2 separate regions of the Sus scrofa genome follow, and region 2 is linked to region 1. Evidence: chromatin contacts called from public Hi-C data. All regions are on one chromosome and are shown on one strand. Each heading gives the region's core, a stretch centred on a gene start, on an enhancer-like site or on the middle of the called end of the contact. The rest is flanking DNA. Distances are from core to core; before and after follow the strand shown.

Region 1 (2,985 bases), core at 349-2,848:
CAACACTTGTTATTATCCATTTAAAACATTATAATCATCCTTGGAGTTCTCTGGTGGCCTAGGAGTTAAGAATCTGGGGAGTTCTCTTGTGGTGCAGTGGGTTAAGAATTTGGTATTGTCACTGTGGTGGCTCAGGTTGCTGCTGTGGTGGGTGTTCGATCCCTGGCCTGGGAATGTTTGCATGCTATGGGCACAGCCCCCTCACCCCCCAAAAAAATTACAGCTAACCTAGTAGGTGTGCAGTGGTATTTCATTGTGGTTTTGTATTGCATTTCCCATTTCACTTTTATTTTTTCTTTGGAAAGATGTCTGTTAACGTCTTTTGTGTATTTTTAAATTGGGTTGTCTTTTTGTGATTGAGTTACAAGAGTTTTTTAAAAAATATTTTGGATAGTAGATCCCCATCAGATATATCACTTGCAAACTTTTCTCCATTTTGTGGATTATCTTTTCACTTTCTTGTTTGTATTCTTTGACCCAAAAGAGTTTTTAATTTTGATGGCCAATTTGTTTCTTTAATTGGTTGTGCTTTTGGTTTTTAAATCTAAGAAACCTGTCCCCTAATCCAAGGTCATACAGATCTACATCTATGTTTTCTTCTAGTAGTTTTGTAGTTATAGCCTTTATATCCATTTTGAGTTGCTTTTTGCCTTTGGTAGGAGGCAGAGGGCCAAACCCATTCTGTTGTACGTGGATATCCAGTTGTCCTAGTACCCTTTATTGAAAAGGTTGTCCCTTCACTGAATGGTCGTGGAGCAATTTGTATTTTGGCACAAATCCTTATGTATATATGAGGATGTGTCCTATTCTTTTTAATATTATTGAAGTACCTTATTCTTAAAGTACTTTAATAATCAAGCATTCATCAATTCAATACATCTACTAAAAGTCCTCTCTGCTCGCCCCCGGTCACAGCTGTGAATAAGAGGACAGGGCTCCTGTCCTCACGGGGTCCTCATTTTAGAGTCACGATGAATTAGCAGGAAAGGGACGATAAAACTACTGCCACTGAGAGCTGTCAAAGGAAGAGGGGCGCTGCGAGAGTGCATTTTGGAGACAGACTTGCCTAAGTGCAGTCTCTAAGTTGGAACCTGCTCGTCCAGCGGGAGTGGGGGACGCATGGGGCGGTGGGACTGCAGAGAGGGGTCGAGTTGGGGAGCAGGTGCGGCCGGACACGCGTTTCGGAAGACCAGCAGCGCGACCTGCAGAGGAGCGACTGGGGGGCGGGGGCGGGGGCCGAGAAGGCCGCGGTGGGTCCAGGCAGGTACCAGAAGCGAGGGGAGGCTGGTTGAGTTGGTTGGACCTCTAACCGCAGGTCCCCCGCGCTCAACACGAGCGGCGGGGGAGCGAGGGGGGCGTGACCCGGCCGGGATTCTACCAACCCCGGACCGCCCGCGGAGAGAAGCCCTGACGTCACGCGCCCCGGTGGACGCCCTCGCCCCGCCCACCGCCCCGCGCACGCGCGCCTCGGGCCGGGCCTGCAACGCGCCGGGTTTTGGCGTTGACCCGCGGGCGTCGCGCACGGCGTCGCGCACGGAGGGCGTGAGGGTGGGGCGGGGCTTCCGGTGAGGCGGTGGCTGGACGCGCTGTGGCCCAAGATGGACGTGCCGGCGGTGCTCGCCCCCCCGGCTCCGGCCCCGGCCCAGCGCGGACCCCAGCTCGGGGGCGGCCCCGGTCGGACCCGCAGAGCTCCGGGCCCTGCGCGCCGCCGTCTCCTGCTGCTGCGGAGCCCCGAGGACGACGCGCAGGGGCAGCAGTGCGGAGAGGCCCGGCCAGCGGGCCCCGGCGGCGGCGGCGGCGGCGGCGGAGGCGACTCCTTCGTGGTGCTGCTGGAAGTGGCGCGCGGCGCGGCCGAGGCCCCGGGGCGGCTGGAGCCCGAGCCCGAGCCCAGCGTCGCCGCGAGCCCGGCCGGGCGCCCAGCGCAGGCCCTCGGCGGCGAAGCCCTTGTTTCCCCTACCGGCGCGCCTCTCGCGAGCCCCGGGGCCGCCGGCGGCCAGGACCTGGTGGTGCGCTTAGAGCGCGGCGTCCTCGCGCTTGCTGCACCGCCCCGGGGTTCTCCGCCGGACCGGGAGGCCGCCTGTCCGGCCGAGGCCCGCCGCGCGCCCGCCGGTCCCGGCTACCGCTGCCCGGAGCCACAGTGCGCTCTCCTCTTCGCCAAGAAGCACCAGCTCAAGGTGCACCTGCTGACGCACAGCGGCGGCCAGGGCCGGCGGCCCTTCAAGTGCCCGCTGGACGGCTGCGGCTGGGCCTTCACCACGTCCTACAAGCTCAAGCGGCACCTGCAGTCGCACGACAAGCTGCGGCCCTTTGGCTGCCCGGTGGGCGGCTGCGGCAAGAAGTTCACCACCGTATACAACCTCAAGGCGCACATGAAGGGCCACGAGCAGGAGAGCCTGTTCAAGTGCGAGGTGTGCGCCGAGCGCTTCCCCACGCATGCCAAGCTCAGCTCGCACCAGCGCAGCCACTTCGAGCCCGAGCGGCCCTACAAGTGCGACTATCCCGGTGAGCGGCGCGGCGGCGGGGGCCAAGCACGCGGCGTTTCTTCTTGCCGGGTTTTGGGGTTGCACCTGAACCCTGCGTTGCTGCGAGGTTGGGACAGCGAGGTAGCCCAGATCGTCTCAGCGCCCTTCCCAGGCTGCAGGCAGCGCTTCTCTTAAGGTGCTTCCGGTTAACGGGGTCGCAAGGTGTCTTTCCAGAGGTTTGAGTTTCCAGGCAGGTCTCATCGTTTAGAAAAGCTCGGTCCCACTTTCAGGCTCGCGCTCCGGGCTGCAGGGCGATCTGGCCCCAGGCGAGACCTTAGGAGCTGGAAGGACAGTCGCGGGTGTATGGTCCTTGTTTTTGTATCTCGAAAACCTTTATTTCCTTTGGACTTCACAGTTTTGTGAGGTTCTGGAAGTCGTCCTCATCTTCAGATGAAGAGACTGAGGCCGAGCAAGGCGGATACAGTCCGCGGAGGGGTCTTTCTCCGCTCTGATTGCTGTTGAA
Region 2 (2,985 bases), core at 357-2,856, 100 kb after region 1:
AGAGCACTACAGAGCAGCCATAGGCTCTCCAGTCCCCATTCTGCACCCTCTGTGGTCCTCCTGAACTCCCAGGGGGGAAGGATGCTTAGCAGGCTGGGCAGGGGGCAGGGTCCCTGCAGGGTCCTTCTTCATCTCCTCAAATTAGGTGACACTGGAGCGATGCTTTCCCTCCTTGGTCTTCTTGGAACCCTAGGACAGTGTGACTGCTGCTGCACTGATGCCCTGCAGACCAGAGGGGGGAGAGGCCCGAAAGCCAGCCCCCTGCACTCCAGGGCCCACTGCAGCCTCTCTGCATGCCCATCTGCAAGGTCCCCTCAACCTCTGTGGGGTGGGAAAGGAACATGCTCTGGACTTGCCTCAAAAACAAGCCCCCTTGACCTCATGTTACCGTCTAGCCTCACGCTTCCCCTCTGCCCTTCAGGACACACTTACAGAAACACAACCTCATGCTCTCTGTGCTCACACCCTTCCTCCCTGCAGGTGGCCTGAGCCCAGCCAGTGCTGACCAGCATGACACCAAGAAGCCCCGAGACCTCAGCACCCATCTCTGCAGACGGCCTCTGGTGGCCCCAGGGCCAGCACATCAGGTCTGAGGCTGGGGCACCCCAAAGCAGGGAGGCAGGACCACTCCTGACCACTGATTGGGAGGGAGACGCTGGGACAAATAGCTCCACTGGGCTCCCACTACCTGGCTTTGAGGCCACTGCCTTTGGGCTGCACAGGTGCCCCGCTTCAGAGGGACCCCCTGGAGCCGCCTGCAGGGTTGGAATCTCAGCTCTCTGTACTGTACCTGTGTCCTAGTTACAGTTAAATTTCTGTGCCTCCACAGGGTGCAAAGATGAAGTGGAATAAAGCACTTGCATCACAGGACGCGTGGCCATCTCCCACCCCTGGCACAAACCCCTTAGAGGCTCTACTGTTTGAGGTCAGCAGTTTTAACCCCAGCAGCAGCAGAATCACCTGGAGGAGCCATAAAAGGCAAGCAGAGCTGGACCCACCTGGGTAGTTTCTGATCAGTGATGGGGGTGGGGATGGGGATGGGGGTGGGGGAGGGGGGCGGGCCAGGTGGCGCAGAAATAGTAGGGGGGCGCTACCTGAAGGAGGGCTTTGGGCTCATCAGTGTCCCCACCCTGTTCCTTCGCCCCGACCCCCCTTTCCCGCCACGGGCAGCCCCCTGCTCCCCCAGCCCTGCCTCCTCTACTATGTCTGTCCTGCCCCCCCCACCCCGGGCCCTCCGACCCAGGGCGCCCTCCGCGCACCCCGCCACAGGCCCTGCGACCCCGAGCCGCCACCCCTTCGCGCACCCCTGCCCGGCCCCTCCGACCCCCGGGCTGGCCCCCTCCGCGCACCCGCCTCGGCCACACAGGGCGCAGAGCACCGCTTACCGGATGCCCTCAGGCGGCGGCGGGAAGCTGCTAGGCGGGCGGAGGAGCGCGGCTGCTTGGGCCACGGCGAAGGCGGGCGACAGCCCGTCCTCAAAGCCCGCCCCCGGGCCAGACCAGCCCCGCCCGCCCCCGAGACCCGGTGTCCCCGCCCTCAGGCCCTCAAGTTCTGGTGCCGCCCTCTGCCCGCTGGGCAGCGCGGGGCCGGAACTCCCAGCGGGGCTCTGGGACGGGGAGGGGCTGGGCGGGGGGAGGCAGGGCCTTTGGGGCGGGGCGGGGCGGGGCGGGGCGGCGGGGGGAGGGACGGGCCGCGCTGATCACCGCCCACCTCCCGGGGTGCAGGGTGGGATCCTCCAGGTGGGGAGGCGGTCCTGAAGTTTACCCGCGCCGCCGGATTCCTTGGGATTCCTGAGGCGAGGCCCCCCCACCCCTGGGGGTGGGTGTCTCCCGAGGCGGCTGCAGGGGAGCCGGATCTGCCCAGAGAAGGGGCATGAGGACCCGCTTTTCCCAGTCGTATCCGGGTATCCGAGTGGCGAAGTGGCCCCGCACGCATTGGCACGCTGCGTCCTGCTTTGTTTTTCCATCTAAATCCCACCCCCACACGGGCACACATATTTTCTCCAGTAATTTTAAAACAGGCAAATATCACCTTTAAATACTTGAGTCTATTTATCTAATCGATAAGGTCTGTTTTTTCAAACATTCCCATAATGTCAGTATCACCCCTGACAAGGTAACAGTATCCGGCCGGTATAGTTTTCGCCAATGGACTCAAAACTGTCCTGTTGGCCTGTTCTAGCCAAGGTCGCAAGAGGGATGAGAGATTTGGGGGGGGTCTGGGAAGAAGCGCAACTGCGGGGTTTGCTGGAAGCCTGTTCAGGGTGAGAGGGAAGTTGAATCGTAGGGTGGAAGCCACCCAAACAGGTGGAGGCCAGGTATTTAACAAGATCTGGTAAATGCTGCAGGATACTATTTCAGCAGAGCAACTCTGCATGTGGAAACATCCTCCAGGGTCACAACACACCCACACTGTATTTGGGGGGGGCCTGTGGCCTTCTTAACCTATACCTGGTTTTGGAACTGCACACACACCTTCCCAGGCACCTGGGCTTCAGAGGGTCAGCTATCCTTTGGCCCCTCCTGCCATCTCCATGGCACAGGAGTCATATCCTTTTTAGCCAGTAGTCCTGTTTTCTAGGCCATGCTCCAGCTACCCCACTGACTCCAAGCACCTTGTAGGATGTGTGCCCAGATCAGTGCTCTGGAGAGGAAATGGGTCCAGGAGCAGGGCCTATTCCTTCCCCAGTGGCCTCCCAAGTTGGTTGTCAAGGCCAGAAATTCGAATGACTCCATTTTACAGCTTGTTTTATCTGCAGTTCCTATGAAAACAATTGGCTTGTGGGCCCCTACTGGTACCCTTGCCCTGGGTTCTGTAACTTTTGGGGGGGGGGATTGTCTTGCTTCAGTATAGTTACAGGCACAAGAAACATTTCACTTCATTCTTTAAGAAAAATAAAACCAGGAGTTCCCATTGTGGCACAGTGGTTAACGAATCTGACTAGGAACCATGAGGTTGCGGTTTTGATCCCTGGCCTTGTTCAGT

What was found. Hi-C and Micro-C count contacts between places; a contact is called where the count stands out from the background.
Region 2: a contact with region 1 is called in a Hi-C map of liver, with 2.9 times the contacts expected there. The contact joins the promoter of SLC41A3 here to the promoter of ZXDC in region 1. A contact is called at or near these places in 2 of 5 promoter capture datasets (fetal liver and liver), 3 of 47 Hi-C or Micro-C datasets (all in liver) and 2 of 2 datasets of contacts at active chromatin or transcription factors (alveolar macrophages and skeletal muscle).

What each region holds. Positions count from the first base shown.
Region 1 is chr7:53,638,798-53,641,782 of Sscrofa11.1, forward strand. It overlaps ZXDC (ZXD family zinc finger C), which reads left to right and starts at 1,599. Exons shown (of 10, transcript NM_001244222.1): 1 at 1,599-2,502. The coding sequence starts at 1,599.
Region 2 is chr7:53,739,427-53,742,411 of Sscrofa11.1, forward strand. It overlaps SLC41A3 (solute carrier family 41 member 3), which reads right to left and starts at 1,607. Exons shown (of 11, transcript XM_021098942.1): 1 at 1,386-1,607.